2 separate regions of the Oryctolagus cuniculus genome follow, and region 1 is linked to region 2. The links are chromatin contacts, called in public Micro-C maps. All regions are on one chromosome and are shown on one strand. Each heading gives the region's core, a stretch centred on a gene start, on an enhancer-like site or on the middle of the called end of the contact. The rest is flanking DNA. Distances are from core to core; before and after follow the strand shown.

Region 1 (3,429 bases), core at 99-2,598, 100 kb before region 2:
AGGGAACCAAGCACTTGTGCCGTCTCTTGCTACCTCCTAGGTGTGCATTAGCAGGAAGCTTGTTCGGAACACAAGGCAAAACTCAAACCCAGACACCCTGAGATTGGACGGGGGTGTCCCCAAGCCAAGTCTCAAGCACTGTGCCAAACACCAGCCCAAAGGGCTCGTGAGGTGGAATCTGAAGAAGTTGGAGACAAAATACCCGACATAAGCTACTCAGCACCTGAACAAGATAATGCCAAAGAGCTGTTAACACTGTATTTCAAGAAAGCTTACCTTTGAAGAGGATCAGTAAGAAAAGGCACCTGTTTGGGGCTGGTGTTATGGCACAGTGGGTTAAGCTGCTGGCTGAGATGCCTGTATCCTACATTGCAATGGGTGGGATCGAGTCCTGCCTCGACTTCCTGCCAGCTCCCTGCTAATGTGCACCCAGACAGGCATAAGCTGGCCCTAGTACTCTTGTCTATGACACCCACATAACAGAACAGAATGAAGTTCCTGGCTTCTGGCTTCAGCCTGGCCCAGACCTGACTCTTGGGTCATTTGGGGAGTAAACCGCTAGATGGAAAACCAGTATCTTCCTCTCTTCCTCTCTTCCTCTCTCTCTCTCTCTCTCTCCCCCTGTCCCTGTCCCTGTCCCTTTCTTTCTGTCATTCTGCCTTTCAAATAAATAAAAAATAAACTTTTTAGAAAAATGACTTGCTTTATGCATGGGGACTTCCAAGTCTCATTCTCCCCCCCCCCCATTTTAAATAAAAACTGTACGTTATATATATTATATACTATACTATATTTTACATATATATCAGAGATATTAAGCTAATACAAAGCACTCAGAGCAGCTACTTTATGGCTTCGCCAAAACAATGAGCTATGCTTTGTCCAGTGTCCCTCAGACGCGGGTCACTGACAGTGTCCCCTTGCAGCGCATCCAGAGGCCACCAGGAGAAATCCTCAGACAGCTTCCTCCGGATCTCCCACAGCAGGGTGTGCAGTTCTTTCCGGCCGAGCCTCAAATCTCTGTGGGCGTTTCTAGGCACTGCTGAAGCGCCACACGCTTTTATTTGAGTAGACAATTTTAGTGACAATCCCATATGGATCCCTCCATTCACAAAACTGAATGAAAACACAGAACCCTTTAGAATAAAAATAGACACACTTGGGACTCACAAGGGAAATGTGACGCGTTCTCAGCTTCTGCTCTCCCTGGTGGTGGGAACCCACACTGTCATTTCAGTTTCCTATACACTTGGCAGAACTCTGTGTCCATTTGGAATTGTAATAGCCTGGATTTCAGCGTGGGGAGGAAGGAAGCAGTCAGCAGTCACTACATTCCACCGAAGTGTCCTCCAGCGGAATCCCAAGAAGCCAAAGCTGAAATGTCAACGTTCTCCCCAAGGAAAGCCGTGGCCTCATCTAATGCGTTTACCTGGCCAACGCTCTGCAGCCAGCTCGGGGGGGACTCCCTGGCCTGCTCCTGCTTTGGTAACGTTGCTTTTCTGCAGAATGTTCTGGTTCCTGCATTAGGGTTTGTGATTTTTTTTTTTTTTCCAATCACACACAGATTTTTCAGACTCAATGCCCCAGGCGTTCCAAATTGAAAAATCCAGGTTGTGTGTCTTCCTGCTGCACAGGCTTCCCTCCTGCCTGCTTCCTGGTTGAGGAAGAACTGCAAGGGAGAGGCCGACCATCCTGCCCTCCCCAGCCCCACCTCCTGCTGTCCCAGGCAGACAGAGCTGAATCCTACGGCGGTGGGGGTGGCAGGAGAAGCCCCCCACGAGCACTGAGGTGGCCCAGGAAGAGACGTGTTGCTGGGAGCAACCAACTGACGCTTGCCGAAGGCTCAGCAGGCCTGGAATCTGGTCCTCCCCTACCCCGATCCCATTTCTGGTTCCAGGCGAGTGATTCCCACGCAAACACTTGCACTCCACAAGCAAGTCCTCTCCTCTGCCTTGAGGAAGGCAACCCAGAGGAGAGGAGCAAAGCCCTTGGGAAAAGATGAACAGCAACAAGGCCTCCCCAGGCCCTGGGCCTCCTCATCGGGAGGGCTCCCTCTGGTCCCCACCTGATGCAAAAAATGACACAGCTCTCCCAGCCCACGGCCAAGAGAGACCCTTCCTTCCCCAGCAAAATTATGTAAAAATTTTAAAATTTTGCTTTTCAAAATTTATTTGGCTCTGCGGAACTGATGTCTAAACAATTCTTGGGAAATGAGAAAATCTAACATACAGATGGCTTTCAAATGAAACAAAGCTTTTAATGAACACTCACGTTAAGAACTGATTGAGCTGACACCATGTTAGCTGCTGCAGGCACAGAAGGAGATATTTTCCAATTGAAATTTTGTGAGTTTATTTTCTTATGTTGGAAAATAGATATATTGCAGTATAAGAGATGTATGTATGGTTACAAACACACTATAGCTGTAATAGTTTTTTTTTAGGGTTAAATATTGCCATGGGCCATTAAAACCCAATGGTCCTGAACCCTGTTGTATAGAGTGTACCAGAGACTGGAGATGGGAAGGTCATCAGTCCCCTCTACTAACAAAGAATCCGCACCACGGACACACAGCTACAGCACACCAGGGTCTAGTGAACGGCCAGTTCTGGGGAGGAAGCCTCAGCACGCCCCACGTCCAACAGAAGACCTGCTGGGTTCCAGCCGCCGTCCGCCCTAGGAAGCAGTCATTCCACCCCCCCACCCCCCAGTCCACAGGGACTCTCCTCCGGGCCGTCCTTCCTAAACCACTTGAATCTCATTTCTCCTGCAGCTGACTTTTTTTTTCAAGATGTTAACAATTTCTGTGGAACCATCTGGATGTTATTAAGAAAGTGTCCCGGGTCCTCTGAGGCAGCTGGCTGCGGCCTCTCGCCTTGTTTCCTGTGTCCTGGATGTCTACGTTGACTTTCATAAGAAATTTGGAATATTAGCTTAAAAAAGAAACAGTCAATATTTTTCAGGCGTTGAGCGCTTGCAGCTTAATTTCCCCGGCTGGGACTTGGCTTTGCGAGTCCCCATCCTGGGCCCCTGCTCTGGGCAGGATGAAGCATGTCTGTTTTAAAAACAGAAGGCACCAGTGGTCAGGGCTGAACCAGAAACCCAACCTTTCCTCCCAGTGAGCCTCACCAAAGCTTCCTGATGTGGCTGTTGCATCCCCGCCATTCCCGTACCCCCCAACCCCTGCTCCAAACTGACACCCCGAATCCCTGTCTTAAAGAGAACACCAGCTAGTTCTGTTCTATAAGGGTCCTCCTAGCATCCCTGAACAAAGACAAACATAAGGCTGAGCAGATAAGGACTCCTTCCAAACAAGGGATGAAATGAGAGGGTGGGGCAGCAGGAGACACCACCTGGTTCCTTTCCTAACCATTGGCTGGCAGCAGCGGGGATCTCAACAAAGAAGCTCCCTCCAGTCAGAGACTGAAG
Region 2 (3,650 bases), core at 858-3,357:
AGGGAAAGCAAGTTCCCCAGTGGTGCTGCAGTGAGCCCCATCAGTGCTACGGAATGCCTCGGGGGCCAGCACCTTCATCCAACTGGGAATAGGAAAGACAGAGACACCTAACACATGGGAGGGTCTGGCTGCTTCGAGGGAGGAACTCGTGTACTCCCAAGTATTTCCTGAGCCCTGGGAAGCCAGCAGCGAGCAAGGCAGACGGGCTCTCGTGGTCCAGCTCTATCGAAGGAGGTAGAATCATAAATGAAGACACAGGGCAGCACATTATAAAACACAGCCCACAGACACCATCTGTATATGGCAGCCAGGCCAGAGAGAGACCCAGGGAAGCATCGACCCCAAGGGGGACATTTAAGCTGGCAACTGAAGGGAGGGGCAGTGAGGCTGGCCAGCAGGAGGGGGCAGCATGTTATGCAGCAGGAGCAGCACAGAGGATGGCCCAGTTTAGGGCAGACAGAATGCTGGGTCAGTAGTGGAAGAAGGGGCCCAGCTAGGAGCCCAGACTGAGCCCCACGGCAGACCAGGCACTGGGAACACAGCAGTGCACGCGGCTTGCAAGGCCTTCCTGGAGTTCTGGGTGGGGAGCCAGACTCCAGCAGAGCTGCCACAAGTCAAGGTACATGGCCTTGAAGAGGGCAAGGAAGCTGTGGTGCTGCTCCCCACCTTCTGTGCAGCATGGGCCTGAGGAGCCTTCTCCTTCCTTATCTGCTCGGATGGACGCCAGCCCCAGACCAGCCCCAGACCAGCCCAGCACCGCAGCAGGGGGCAGGCAGTCGAGTCCCGAGGAGACGCCACCTCCTCACCGGGAATTCTGGCTCCCCATGGCCGGCGGTCTGGATGTGACCGCCAGCTCCTCCATCACCCGGCCACAGCGCTGGCACGAGGATCGCAAAGGGTGGGCGCACTGATATAGGGCATGAGATGTAGGAGTCCAACAGTCCTGGTTTCGCATCCCAGCTCTGTCACTGCCAACAGGGCCCAGAATTTACCCCCCGACCCCCAGCAGCTTAGTCCATTCATAAGGACCCATGGGACCATAACCAGGGGTAGCTTTCCAGATTGCAAGCATCAGGGCACGTCGAGGGCTCAGCGTCCAGCGTGGCACACAGCAAAGGCTCTCTCAGCGTCAGCTTCTCCGACCGTAACGGCTCTGCTGCAGCCCACCCCCAGCTGGAGGCGCCTGGCACAATGTCACTTTCATAAATTACAGATCTGCAACTCACGCAACTAAGTGCAATGCGCAACCCTCTCCCCTTTATTCATCCCCTGCCAGGGGAACCAAGACACAGTTCAGCAGCTCGCCCGGCATAACCCCAGGACTTCAAAGTCAGGAATGTTCCTTTCTGAGAACAGTGAAGCAACCACAGGAAGCATGCTGCAGAGGGAACAACTGGCTGGACGAGTCCCACGGGAATTTCTCGGAAATATCTTCCATTCAAAAAGACTTTGTGAATTTTCCATTGCAAATATTTAATATCGAATTGGGTTCTCTCTTCCGCCTCTGTCAGTGAAGTGCTCAAAATAATTTCAATAGTAGCCTAAGCCAAGTAAAATTAGGAAAATAAATCTGCAACATTTCCTTCCCGCTTCTGCCTTTCTCTCCCTGCCCACAGCATCTCCCAAAGCCAAAATTTGGGGATGTGAGATCTTCAGCAACGCAGCAGTGGAGCGGTTGCCTTGAAAACAGATGACATGGTTCAAATGCTGGCCCTGCTGGCCCTGGCCTCACGAGGCACACAAGTCAGTCAGCTTGCTTATTCTTTATTCCCAAGGCAGCTCAGACCCAACGAGGAAGGCCTGAAGCCAGGCCAAAGGCCAAAGAAAGACTGGACTGAGGGTCTCTCTACTTGATCCGTTTCTTCTCTTTCTTCACCACTAATCAATGCCAAGGTTAGCACAGGATGGACCACAGGGGGTTCTAATGCGAATGGCCCAAAAGTATGACCACAAAAATGAGTCCTTCTACTTTGTGCCAGAAGCACTACTAGACTGATACTGCTAACAGCAAGCTCATCTAACGAGCATGCGCTCGGGGCCGGGCATGAAGCTGTGCACCCTGGTGCTTCCCCTGGAGCCCACAGCGTGGGGCTGCTGACGCCGACACCATCACCACCCGTACTTGCCAAGCTCGGGAGGCTGGCGGCCCCGCATCCCACAGCTCCGCAAAGTACGGCAGGACTTCTAAGGTGGCACCACAGACGCACGCGATGCCCACGGGTTAAACACGTGAGACGCACAGAACAGCCACACACAGCCCTGCCTTTCCACAGCTTTGGCCTCACAGGAGAGGCAGAGACACACAAGTTTATGTTCCAATCATTGACGACTCCCAGGAGGACTCTAGGGCGCGACAGGAGCAGAACAGGAGGGGACAAGGGGAGGTTTCTCTGAGGCAGACACCGACGGATGGATGAGGGCTGGCAGGATGAAGAGAGGGGCCACAGACCCTGCACAGAAAGAAGATGGCAAATTGGAGAGACAACAGGAAAGCCACAGGGATCAGGGTGTGCAGAGTGGGGGAAGCAGGTGAGGTTGGAGAGGGTGGTGGGGGAGCAAGGGCATGGAGTGCAGAGGGCATGGTGTAGGGAGCTCGCCCTGGCCAGGCTGGGAAGCCGCCAGTAACAGGCGTAAGGAAGGCAGCGCTGCTGTGGCGTCTGGAGACGGGTTGGGTGATGAGGAGGAAGAGGGCTGGTGGCATGGAAACTATGGCCCTAATCCAGGGAAAGACAGTGGGTAACTTGGGGGTCCAGGAGGGACGGGGCAGGAGAAATAAAGACGAGGGAAGAGAGAGGTGGGACAGGACCCCAGTAACGCCTAGGGCTCCAGGGAGAATGCTGAGCTGCAGACGGGCCCGACTGGGAGCACGGGGCTATTTAACTCAGGAAGACTCCTGGCTGGGACAAGTTTGGCTCCAGCATGTTGAAGGTGAGCCTGCTGCATGCACAGACAGCCTGGAGCCCATGCAGGGCACCTGGACCATCAGTGACGCAGGCTCTGTCCCACAGAGCATGTCTCTCTCCACCGTCCCCTCTTACATCGGAGCTCCCATTCTCTGTGGTGGGCTTTTCCAGAGAGAAGCCAGGGCTGTTTCAGCCTTCTGCTAAAACCTTGATTTCACCCACTGGAAAGCTGAGGCTCAGCAAGGCCTCGGAGTGATGAAGCCATTCCCGGGTCCCACTCTGGGCCTTTCTGGGCCAAAGCCCACCCCCCAGCCTCCCCCAGCCCTGCAGCTCTTCCTGGGGGAACGTGACTCCTGGCCTCCTGTACACTGCTTTGCCTGTGTTCTGCCAACCAAAGACATGGGGCATTCAGATGAGCCACCTGCCCCGGCCCAGGCACCACCAACTAGAAATGCTTGGGCAAAGAAAACCCACAAGCCAGTCCTAACATGCACATTTAAAAAAAAAAAAAAAGATGCATTCGTTTATTATTTATTTGAAAGGTCAAGTTACAGAGACAGATCTTCCATCAGCTGATTCACTCCCCAAATGCCTACAATAAGCCAAACCCAGGAGCCTAGAACGTATCCAGCTTTCCTATGTGGGTGGCAGGGACTCAAGTACTTGGGCCATCACCTACTGCCTCCCAAGAGTATTAACAGGAAGCCAGGTTGGTAGTAGAGTTTCCAGGAGCTAAACCGGCATTCC

The links. Hi-C and Micro-C count contacts between places; a contact is called where the count stands out from the background.
Region 1: a Micro-C map of ear pinna shows a contact between it and region 2, with 1.8 times the contacts expected there. The contact joins two enhancer-like sites. A contact is called at or near these places in 2 of 6 Hi-C or Micro-C datasets (ear pinna and psoas muscle).

Annotation. Positions count from the first base shown.
Region 1 is chr6:30,040,455-30,043,883 of mOryCun1.1, reverse strand. All of the region lies in intron 1 of LOC138850171 (a long non-coding RNA gene), which reads right to left. Among named protein-coding and RNA genes, the nearest start is that of FGF1, 65 kb to the left of the region's middle. Within about 2 kb of position 1,348, at least 4 of the 8 cell types and tissues checked have an H3K27ac peak or open chromatin away from gene starts, as enhancers often do. A contact at or near this core is called in ear pinna, where this site is marked.
Region 2 is chr6:29,937,973-29,941,622 of mOryCun1.1, reverse strand. No RefSeq gene overlaps it. Among named protein-coding and RNA genes, the nearest start is that of SPRY4, 110 kb to the right of the region's middle. Within about 2 kb of position 2,107, at least 4 of the 8 cell types and tissues checked have an H3K27ac peak or open chromatin away from gene starts, as enhancers often do. A contact at or near this core is called in ear pinna, where this site is marked.